Regions from separate parts of the Mus musculus genome. Here region 2 is linked to region 1. The links are chromatin contacts, called in public HiChIP or PLAC-seq maps. All regions are on one chromosome and are shown on one strand. The core of a region is the stretch at or near the end of the contact, and the rest is flanking DNA. Distances in the headings are between cores, read along the strand shown. Region 1 overlaps Gm5544 (predicted gene 5544). Region 2 overlaps Notch2 (notch 2).

Region 1 (5,871 bases), core at 2,379-4,878:
TGTGTGTGTGTGTGTGTGTGTGTGTGTGTGTGTGTGTGTGTGTGTGAGAGTGTGTGTGTGTGTGTGAGAGTGTGTGTGTGTGTGTGTGAGTGAGTGTGTGAGTGTGTGTGTGTGAGTGTGTGTATGTGTGAGTGTGTGAGTGTGTGTGTGTGTGAGTGTGTGTATGTGTGAGTGTGTGTGTGTGAGTGTGAGTGTGAGTGTGTGTGTGTGTGTGTGTGTGTGTGTGTGTGTGTGTGTGATAACTGTAGGGGACAAAGGAAGCCCTGAGTTCTAAAGGAATGTGTGCTCTTGATGTGGGCTTGGCCATGTCAGAGACCCTAGAAAGGTCACGCAGGAATGGCAAAGCCTCCCCCATCCCAAGAAAAGTTCAGAGGGAAATGGCAAAGCCTGGTGCATATGTGGAAACTGATAGCATGTGAAGAAATGTCTACTGGAGTTTTCACCCCCATGTTCACAGCCTAAAGACTGCTCTTTGCAGAGACCAATCCTACCGAGATTAGCTAAGTGTCTCCTTGACCCAACTGTGTACCATAAACCCTGCCTCCTTGTTTATCTGTATAACAGCCTTGCCTTTTTGTTCAACTCAATATAACAAATACGTTGAGCTTCTTGGTGGTGGTGGTGGTGGTGGTGGGGGATGTTGCAGTTTCTCCATCAGAGATCCCATAGTCTCCCCAACACAGCTTCTCTGTGTGCCCATGGATCCATCTGATTGTCTTACTTCATTCCTTCAACACCACAGTCAGGTCTGTCTGTGGTACCATGCCTGATATGGCAGTAATTTAAAACAAATTTTAAGCCCCAAGTGATAGACAGGTTTGATTTTACATGTGTGTGGTAGCTTGAATGTTTGAATGCTTGGTCCCTAGTTAGAAGAACTGTTTGGGAAGGATTAGGAGGTGTGGGCTTGTTAGAGGAGGTGTGTTACTGGGACCAACTTTGAGGTTTCAAAAGCCCATGCTGGGCCCAGTTTCTCTCTTCCTCCACCTAAAACTTGTGGATCAGACATGAGCTTCTGCTACTGCTCCAGTGCCAGGTCTGATTGTCCTCCTGCTGCCACATTCCCTGCCATGATTGTCAGGGACTCACCCTCTGAAATTGTAAATATGCCCCCAACTAAATGTCAGCAGTTGCCCTGGTCATGGTGTTTCTTCCTAGTAACCCAAGGGTAACTAAGACAACGTGTCTGTCTATTTCAATTAGCAAGTTCAAAAACAAGAGTACAGGGAAAAGAGGCTGTGGGGAGGCTCAGTGAGTAACTCCCTGCATAAGCACGGGATCTGAGTTCGAACTTTCCAGCACCCATGTAAACAGCAGGGCATGGAGCCCAGCATTCAGGAGACTGAGGCAGGTGCACCTCAGAGTTTGAAGCCAGCCTGGTTGAGAGAAAGATCAAGACTCAGGACAGGGAAAGCCAGGACTACCCGAAGAAACCCTTTCTCGAAAAGCCAAACTAAATCAGAACCCAAAACAAACAACAAAGGCAGGGCGTGTCTGAACACGCTTGTAACCTGAGCACTGTGGAGTGGAGACAGAAAGATCCCAAGATCTGGCCCTGGCCAGCCTGCCTCACAGAAATGATGAGCTTAGTAATAAGAGTGTCTTAAAATAACAAGGAATTGTTAAGGAAGAGGGTAGTACTGAAAGAAGTCCTCCTCTGCCTCAAGATGCATGCATACGGGTGTCACCCCCTACCTAACAGGATATGCAACAAACAAGAATACAGGACAAGTTAAAGAATATAGTGGTATTATTATATCTCATTGCCTCATTGTATCTAGTCAGACACAGACACACAGACACACACACACACACACACACACACACACACACCCTGCCCTTAAAAGCTCAGAGCATGTCCAGACACCCAGCACATCACAATGACTCTTCCTTACATGTCGTAGCCTCTCCCCATCAAAGCCTGTCTTTTTCTGACAGCCCTGTGACACTGGGTAGAGGAGACAGAACAGCTGTGGCTAGGGCTTACTCATCTGTACAGTTACTAGATGGTGACAGCTAGAAATATAACACGCGTAAAGGTTTCATGTAATCTTAACCTTTGTAAAAGCCACATTGGGGCATATGGTTTTAATTTTAATAGAAACTCAACCATCCCTGCTCCTGCCAGATGAGAGCATCAAACCTTAGGTAAGAGGTGACTTGTTAAGATGTTGAGAGAGGAAAGGAGAGCCCCTCCCATTTAAAATAAAAGAAAATGCAGAGAGATTGTAAAGATGAGTCAGCAGTTAAGAGTGTGAGCTTGCTGCCTTTTTTTTTTTTTTTTTTTTTTTTTTTTAATTTGAAATGCACTGGCGTGAGAGTGTCAGATCCCTTGGAACTGGACTTACAGACAGTTTGAGCTGCCATGTGAGTACTGGGAATTGAACCCTGCTGCTTTGGAAGAGCAGACAGTGCTTTTAACCACTGAGCCACCACTCCAACTCCATACCTGCTGTTTTTACAGAGGACCTGGGTTCTGTTCCAAGCATTCATATCAGATGGATGATAGCTGCCTGTAATACCAGTCCCAGTGGATCCAATACCCTCTTCTGGCCTCTACTGGCAACTCATGCACGCACACACACACACACACACCAAACAAATCTTTAAAAAACTAACACTGAAATCTATTCTTTATTGTTCATGCACAGCACCCAAGCCCTTGCCTCCGTGAGCAGCCCAGGAATTCTCTGTTCCCATATGAATTTTTCTTTTCTAAAGATTGCAATGGGGGGCTGGAGAGATGGCTCAGAGGTTAAGAACACTGACTGCTCTTCTGAAGAGTTCAAATCCCAGCAACCACATGGTGGCTCATAACCATTTGTAATGAGATCTGACTCCCTCTTCTGGAATGTCTGAAGACAGCTACAGTGTACTTACATATACTAAATAAATAAATAAATAAATAAATAAATCTTTAAAAAGAAAAAAAAAAGAAGAACGTAATGGACTCATCTGGTCATAATCTGTGACAGATACAGTCACCCAGCTACTGCAGTTTGGAGGAAGCACTCATGATTCTTACACATCGCCTGAGGGATGTACTCGACTATTGCAGCATGCGGGTAAACCCTAGGCACACGCCCAGACTGAGGCTTGCTGAATTGGTGCCTCCCAGTCCCAGTCCCCTCTTCCCTGAAGAAGGTGGGAAGGAAGGTGGGAAGACAGGAAGAGAGCCATGAGGAATAAGGAGAGAGAAGGAGGGAGGTTGGGAAGCAAGAGGAAGGGAAAGGGAATTTCAAACATTTCCCTGACTACAGACTCCATTCTTTCACTTATTAGAGCCTTTCTAACTCACTGCTGTCAAAGTTGCTAAAGCCAAGACACCTCTACCACTTGTAAAGACGCTAATGCCAGAAAAGGAAACCCATTTCTCCAAAAAACGTCTCCCTGACCTCCCACTATGTTATGTCCCAGATGCCTCCATTTTAGTTTCAGCATTGAGCTGGGTCTTGGCAGAGCTGGGTCAGAAGCCGAAAGCTAAACATGCTTTGAGCTAAGGGACGAGCGAGACCCCAGGGCACATCTCATCTCTTCCCCAGTGAGCCTCCAGTCAGCCCTGGTTGGGTCAAAGGGTGAGAGGGGAACTTAACAGGCTCAGGCTCAAGCAAGCCCTCCTCCCAGCTGCGTGAACAGCACTTCCTGTTCTGTTCTCTGAAGTGTGAGCTTGGCACCCTGTGAAGACCCAAGAGCCTACTTCTAGCCAAGCAAAGCATCCTTTCCTCCACACTGAGAAGGTGGAGGAAAGATTCTCTGAGTTCTGACTCTTCAAAAGCAGGGGCCGGCTCTCCCCTCCCGGATTCTGAGGTAGCCAGGGAGGTGAATTCTAAGACGCTGTGCTGTGCACCCTGGGGATTTCCCAGCCTTCCTGGTGCTTAAAGTATGCATTCCATACCTTTCACGCCCTGCCATATACTCCAGGCTTTGGGATTATCACTTTTGATAGTAAGGGGAAGAAATACACATAGGTAGGCTGTGGTAAAATCAGACGCAAAATGTTTTTGATCCTCCCATTTCTCTTCTCTCCCCACTGAAGGAGGGACCGGGAAATAAGCGTTCTCACCTAGGACACAGGGTATAGCACGCACATGGAACATGGGAGTTCCCGTTAGTCAGGAAACCCGATAGATACAAAGAGTCTGCATCACTACAAACAGCGTTTCAGGTAGACAGACAGCGAAGGTTTACCAAGGACGTGGGAATCAGCACAGGCTGAGAGCGATTAACCAATACCCTCCCCAGATTTTCATCCTCGGGGCTGGCCTGAACTCAGAGCTGGGCTAGAATAAGGCATTAGCAATGAATAGTTGGTCCACAGCCATTTGCTTCTGAAACCTTCCCTTAGTCTCTATATCTCTGGTGCCTTTTCTTTTTAAAAAAAATTATTTTATGTGTATAAGGGTCTCTCTCTCTCTCTCTCTCTCTCTCTCTCTCTCTCTCTCTCTCTCACACACACACACACACACATTACAGATGGTTGTGTACCACTATGTGGACTGCAAGAGCAGTCAGTGATCTTAACCATGTCGCCATTTCTCCGCCCCCCCTGCCCCCCACCAGTGGCTTTTTGTCTCTATGCTGCGGTGACCCAGGAAGGCTGTGAGGGAAGTAGATGAAGGTGATGATTTATTAAACCCTGTGGCTTCTTGCTCCCTCACCAGAGGGTGCGTCTTGGGTCACGCCGGGCACTCAGCAGCTTTGTGGTGGGTATCGGTTTGTGCTTCCTCCCCTCTGCTTTCGATTCAATGCCTTCCTGTTGCAGTCTGAGCCTAATAAACCGCAGCCTCACAGCAGCTACCACAGCATGCAAACTGGATCCATGTAGGGCTAAGTGTGGGACGACAGGGGTGAGGGTAGGGAGGTAAGCAGAGGGGTAGAAGCTAGCTGGAAAGAAGAACAATTCCCAAGATAAAATGCCGTGCTGAGGAACAAGGATGCCTTCGAGTGTACTTCAAAGTCACCTCCTCCCTGGCTGCATTCAGCTGTGCTAACATCAATCCCGAGTGAACCTGGTTAAATACATGTTCATGTGCATTATAGTGGGGGGTTCCTTTCCTTTTCCTTTTTTGAGTCAAGATTTGCTTATGTTAGCTGCAATCCAGCAAAACCCCTGCCTCTCAGCGACTGGACTTACTGGCATATATCAACATACCCAGTTTAAATTATGATCTTAACATAGAGTTATTTAAAAATTCAGCGTCCAGGTTCAGTTCTGATCCAGATCAATGCCATTGTGAGGTTAGAACTCAGTCTGGATACATTTGAGGCCCTGCGGTAGAATGTGTCAGGGAAAGGAAAGTGCATTTGTGGAGATCTAGAAGAGGAAGCAGGGTGTAGTCTGGCTGTGGCACAGCCCTGCTGCTGAAGAGCTATGAGCTGTTAACCTCAGACAAGATCTAGAGGTCACTTTAAAGCCAAAGGGCTATAAACAAGACATGGATTTATCAGTTATGGGAACGACATCTTGATGGCCGATAGAAAGCAAGCAGAGAAAAACAGCAGGCAAGAGGCTGACAGAAGGTAGAACCCCAAGTGCGTGCAGACAGTGCACACACAGACCAGATGGCGACGGCAACAGTGGGAGATGTGGGTGCTCAAGGAGGATGTCTTACTGAATGTGGTGCTGATGGGATTTGGAGAGTAATCAAGGGTGAGTCCCAGGCTACTAGGTAAGCTGGCATATAGCATATACTGGGGTGACAAGCACTACAGGAAGAATAGCTTTGGGGGAGTGAGTTGGCTAATAAGGTTTCAGAATTCCCAAGTGGGGTTCTGTGTGGAAACTGAATATATAGATGTGGAATTCTGGGGAAGCTACTATTGATATATAGATCTCATAGTGCTATGGGAGGGCTAGACTTCCCTTGAAGA
Region 2 (5,871 bases), core at 1,365-3,864, 130 kb before region 1:
TGAAGCAGCAAAGGTGAAGGAGAGAAAAGGGTATGTGTACAAGAATTGCTTTGCATGGTCTCATCTGAGAGGGTTGTATTCGAACTGTTGTAAGAATTGTAAGAATCTTGACTTTCTTTTTTACGTTTGGAAACATCAAATAAAATGGAAACAAACAAAAAAAAGAGGCCTCTAAAGCCCATGGGCAGAACCACCTCGCTTTATATGAAACTAGACTTTCTTATTGGTGAAGATCCAATTTCCTAATTAAAATGTCCTGAGTTTACCATTCCTCTGTGTCTTTGTGTTTAGCTTAAAATATATGCAGGTCTCTTCTAACTTACCTTTTCAACTAAGTCCCTCTGCCCTTTCCTTCTATGGAGGCATCCTGTGCACAAACAGGCTTCTCGGACGCTGGGCAGACAGTCCTCTTTCTCTCCATCCACACCGTCCGCAGTTCTCAGAACACAGCCTGCAGCCCAGCAGGCTCCATGATCACCTTCTGAGAGTTCCGACTTGGTCAGGCTTAGCTGACACTTCTCTGCTCACTATAAGTGAGTCCCCATTCCCACTGGAAGCTGTGCGGGTCACTTCCCGCACCATCTGGAATGTGACCATGTCTCTCACAAGACCTGGCAAAGTTAGTCTACCTCTTTCCTCTTCCATCATGGTCATTTTCAATTCAACTCTGGGCCACACTGCTCTTCTCTCTACTATACATTTAATGTTTGTCATTTTACAATGATTTAAACACAAAAGATGCCAAAGGACACCACTCTAGGGCACCAGTTTAGCTTTCTAAACCATTCACCTATCATACTATGTCCTGCCAATGACTTAAAGACAAACATTAGGAAAACATCATTTTTCCATGAAACTTCAGCTCTTCCAATTTTCTAGGGGTCATAATTCGACTTTTATTTAATCCCTTGAAGTTATATATAATTGCTGTGTCTGACAAGTCTTGTTAACCGAATTCCTGTAACGCTTATCACTCATGTTCACAGTTTCCCTCTTGATAGCAATTCAGATCATCTTTAAAGCCTCAGGCCAGACATCTTGTTACTGGCTCTTTTCCCACCTCCACGCATCCCTGAATAGCAGAACCTTAAGGCACCTTAAGGTGATTTCTATCGAATGCCATAAGCATTTCTAAAATATTCCGAAGAGGCAATCACCAGGCCCTGCTTGCACCAACACACGCCCGTGGCAGGCCTTTACTATGTTGACTACACTTCCATTACTAAGTGGTCACTTGGTGCTGCTGAGCCTGTGCCCCAGAACCAGCCGCCTGGACTGCAGAGCTGGCTCACCATGGATTCGGGAGCACAGCACTGGCCCCCTCTCTTTGACACAGACTCAGTATGAGTGCCTGCCCTCCTGGGGTCTTCACATCATCACAGCACTGAGAACACTATGTAGCAAATGTACTTTTTAAGTAAAACTACTGGCTTGCTGCTTTAACATTCTTTGGTCTTTCCATTATAAGATACATCTTTCTCTAAAATTCTGCCCCCCCCACCCCCCCACACACACACCACAGTAACTAAAAGTATATGTTCATACTAGCACTCTTCATTAAAAAAAAAAAAAGTTCGTCCATATGTCCATGCCAGCATGACTCATAATAGCTGAAGGTAGAAATAGCCCGAATGCCCACCATCTGATGAGTAGAGAAATAAAAGCCATTATATCCACACAATAAAATATTATTTGTCTGTGAAAAGAGATAGACTCCTGTCACATCCTACAACACTGGAAATATTATGCTAAGTAAAAGACAGCAGAACCAGGCAGCCACGGGTCTTATTCTGTCCTTAGAGATGAGCACAGCAGGCAAGGCCACAGACACAGGCAGGTGCTTGCTGCCTGGTCCCCACGGCTACATCCATTACCTAGTTCTTAAAAGTCTACTGTTGATGACACAAAAGAACCTACTGTTCATTTCACATGCACATGGTGGAACAGGGTGAAGGCAGGAAAGAGAGAAACGCAGTAGAAAAGATTCCATCCGAAAGGATTCCAGTACAGCCCCCCTCGCTGAAACAGCCCCTGCCTCTCACAGGCCTGCATTCTTGACATGAGGCAGGGACGTGAATGGCAGTTCCCACCTATAGTCTATCTGCAATAGCTGTCTCCCCAGTAATACAGGGCAGAAAACTTTCCCACGTGAATAGCCACCCATCGAGAGAAACGCCAAGAGCAGTGAGAGGCTCTGTCAGCTCCAACACGGGTGAAGTCTGAGAAGGAAACAACGTCTCTTCCAACTAAACCCCAGGGCTTGCTCCCCCACTTTCCCCACCAAATGTTCAGCAGCAGGGTGAGCCCAAATTGTGCCCAGGCTCTACTGCAACCCTTTTGGTTTTGTTTTTAGGAGTTTTATTTTTACTTTTGGTGAGGATCTGGTCATTAAAAACAACAACAAAGAAAAGCCCCACCACACGCAAGAGGGAGGGGCATTCTTCACACAACAGCAATTTCAAAATCCTGAGTTTTCAAAACCTGTGCAGAATGTGGGATGGAGGGAAAATGTCTCCTGTGGGCTGATCGCAGCGCAGCTGCTCCTCATTAAAGCTCCTCTTGACTCCCTCTGGGCTGGTTTCCAGCAGAAAATTCTTTAAACAGAACGCAGCTTTCAGCCCACTTTCTTCTTGCCCTGGGCCTCTCAGCCCTCCACTCTACAGCAGCAGCCAGCCTCTGCTGAGCCCAGGACGGAGACAGCCATTAAGGTGAATGGGGTGGGAGCTAACAGAACCCACAAACCAAATTAAACACTGGTCAGTAACAAAGGTCTACAGTTTGAAGGGCCCCAAATCAGTCTGTTCTTTCCTGTGACCATGATGCCAGCCAGGTTTCCTGCCACCGCCACCCACCCCTACCCTGTTCCTGTTCCCCTGTTAAAGTAGATAAAATTAATTGCTAACAGGCGAAGCTAGCGTAACCAGTGAAAGTTCCCTTTTAACTTTCCCAAAGCCAGGCTGAAAACATCTAGATGCCCCAAAGCATTCAGACTCCAGCCTAAAATGCCCCTGCTGTACTCAATAGCCCAGGCCACTGGGCAACCTGACATGGCCCTCATTTCAAGAACTTCAGCCCCACATCTCACTAGACCTTCAGCCTCTTAACTCTGTGACTCTATGCAAAAGAAACTAAATGGGTTGTGCTCACTGCTGACTGTTTTGTTGTTGCTGTGGTTTGTTTTTTGTTTGTTTTGTTTTGTTTTAAGCACAGACTTAGTTAACATCCTAGTAATTAGAGAAAATGGAAGCTGCATATCATATCACATGCATCTTCCCATGTTCCCACTCCCACTCATTCCCCACTGCTACTTCCAGAAATGAAAGGGAAATAAAGAAAACCAGAGAAAGAAACAGTACACCTTCCTTAGTAAGAAGGGGAAGCGCTGGTGTGCAGAGTGGAGCCCCAAACAGGCTGTTTGTGGTAAAACATGCTTTCTAGGGCCTTCTTGGTTTGATGTAAAGGAAACAAAGACCTGTATATAATCAACCCTACACACAGACACACACACACTCTCTCTCTCTCTCTTTCTCTCTCTCTCTCTCACACACACACACACACACACACACACACACACAGAGAGACACACACTCTCTCTCACACACACATTCTCTCTCTCTCTCTCTCTCTCTCTCTCTCACACACACACACACACACACTCACATCTGACACACAAAGACTACCAAACCCTGCAAGGCAGGCATTTTTTTCTACTATGTAAATCTGCTTCCTGGACAGCACGTTTCTGCCTTTCTTGTACAAGTATTTCAGAAAATGTTAATCTTGATTCCCACATTAGCTGAATGCTTCCAAATTAAAAGTTTCCCACAGGAAAAAACCGACATGGGAGCCGGGAGGCCAGGGCTCGTCTTCTGGAGCCCCACCTCGCTTGGTTCACAGGTGCTCAGGTTTTTCCACCCCCTCATCTGAATAAAGCAACAAGCACACTGATGCTAACACATCCAGACTGAAGAGGCTGAAGAGGCACGACCTCAGACCCACTCATTCACAGCAACTCGACCCTCTGTAGGAGGCTGGTATAAGGAGTGAGGAGATGGGAACACATGCTTTATTTACAATGGAATGTCGTGAGCGCCCTTATCTTCCAGCAGAGAGTCTCAGCGCATTCATCAGAGCTCTGAGAACAAGCGGAGTGCCCAGGCTCTTCAGCAGCCTTGAATGATGGAACCGGGACACACAGACAGTGCTGAGGCTTGTGTCCTTGATGTAGCAGAAGAAATAATCAGTCCTTTACCATGTGCCCTGAACCCTGAAAAATATTAGAATGTGACTAAAACATCACAGAGCGGCTCTTATCACACCCTTCACCATAACAGACAAACTGTCTGAGAGAAGGAGATGCGTGCTCTAAGTGTTGTGTTGCAGCAGCATGCCAGGGGCTGTAATCCTGACAAGCACTCCTTACACCACTAAGTTCTATCTGGTCCACATTTGAATGTATATAAGATGCTGTTACGATTAACCTAACGGTCTATCTGGGTGACTTCCATATTACTGCTGATGGAGGCAGACCTTGCTCCTGCACTGTGCATCATTCCCAAGCCCTGGGAAGATGCCTGAATTCCTTGTAGACTTTGACCTGGTGCATTGTGTTGAAACAACGGTTTCAATGTAGCTTTTCTTCATGCACTGTACGTTCTCTGTGCTCAGCTTCCTCCAGCTCAAAGAACATGCTACAATCCAACACGCCTCCTGCCAGACCTGTGCACACGTCAGTCACAAAGCCCCCACTCTCTCCACCCTCTGTCACAACCATGCCCTAAAATTCCTCCAAGCCTCTGCCTAAACGTTATTTCCTGCTGGCAGCCTCATGCTGCCTGTAAGCACACTCGAGAGGCTCAGGCAATAAGACCCTGTCCCCACCCCCAAAAGAAGGAGAGGAGGGGAAGATACAGGAAGGAGAAGAAAGGGGAAGAGGGAGGAGAGAAAGGGAAAGAGAAGGTTTGGAAGGGACATCCCCACTTTATGTTCCCATAAATCTGACACAGTGCATTAACCTTTACTACAATTATTTATCTTCTCTAATAGACAAGAGTTATTCTCTACTATACCCTATGTGCCAAACACAGTGACTAGCATATGGAAGCCATTCAGCTGTTCAAATTCTTAACGGATGCCAAAGGGCAAGATGCAAGGGTCCACATAATCTTTACAACTTAAAGGCTCCAGACTTCAATTACACTGGAAGTTTGGGAACCACTGGGTTGAGCTGTTTACCTAAAGGATCTTTAAGCTAATTAAGATTCTTGATACACAAAGCACCTACCTCTTAACCTTCATAAACCCAAGGCTATTCAAAGCTGCCCTACCCCATATGGAATAGATTTCTTTAAATCACATTTTCCTAATATATATGTGTGTGTGTGTGTGTGTGTGTGTGTGTGTGTGTGTGTGTGTTACTCAGCTTTCAGAGTGCATATCTGCTGCACATAAACCCTCTGACTGTCACATACAACAGAAATTGATTGCAGTGCCCATGTAAGAGGCTCACACTGCATTGCTGTGCCCAGAAGCAGACACCAGGCAGCACCAGCTCTGCCAGATTTACCTGCAAGCCTCTCAAGATGCTCTTAAGAGCAAACATGACTATTAAACCACCACTGTCACAACACCCAACCCCAAAACTTGTCCACACAAAAGATAACTTTTATGGCATTTACACCAACTAACATTTATTACTTTGATGGTAATGAGAACAATTAATTGCCAAAGAAAAATGAGTGGTGTTCACTTCTTTGAATGATGTTCCTCGTTAATTTAGTAGAAACCCTGGCTGTAACTAGCACACATCACCTCAGCCAGAGATGGCATCGACCAAAAGCGGGCAGCAGAGGGATCAAGGGTAGTTCACTG

What was found. HiChIP or PLAC-seq counts read pairs in DNA pulled down with a chosen protein or histone mark.
Region 2: a contact with region 1 is called in an H3K27ac HiChIP or PLAC-seq map of the HPC-7 cell line, with 11 times the contacts expected there. The contact joins two enhancer-like sites. A contact is called at or near these places in 2 of 39 promoter capture datasets (macrophages and neural stem cells), 24 of 484 Hi-C or Micro-C datasets (the AML12 cell line, the G1E-ER4 cell line, LSK cells and 17 more), 17 of 115 datasets of contacts at active chromatin or transcription factors (CD8 T cells, the HPC-7 cell line, the NIH/3T3 cell line and 12 more) and 2 of 9 other capture datasets (bone marrow-derived macrophages and embryonic tail).

The regions. Positions count from the first base shown.
Region 1 is chr3:97,931,203-97,937,073 of GRCm38.p6, reverse strand. All of the region lies in intron 1 of Gm5544 (predicted gene 5544), which reads right to left. Among named protein-coding and RNA genes, the nearest start is that of Gm5544, 4.0 kb to the right of the region's middle. Within about 2 kb of position 3,628, at least 135 of the 459 cell types and tissues checked have an H3K27ac peak or open chromatin away from gene starts, as enhancers often do. A contact at or near this core is called in CD8 T cells, the HPC-7 cell line, LSK cells and 8 more, where this site is marked.
Region 2 is chr3:98,060,319-98,066,189 of GRCm38.p6, reverse strand. The region is part of intron 2 of Notch2 (notch 2); the gene reads right to left. Among named protein-coding and RNA genes, the nearest start is that of Gm40103, 37 kb to the right of the region's middle. Within about 2 kb of position 2,614, at least 197 of the 459 cell types and tissues checked have an H3K27ac peak or open chromatin away from gene starts, as enhancers often do. A contact at or near this core is called in CD8 T cells, the HPC-7 cell line, LSK cells and 8 more, where this site is marked.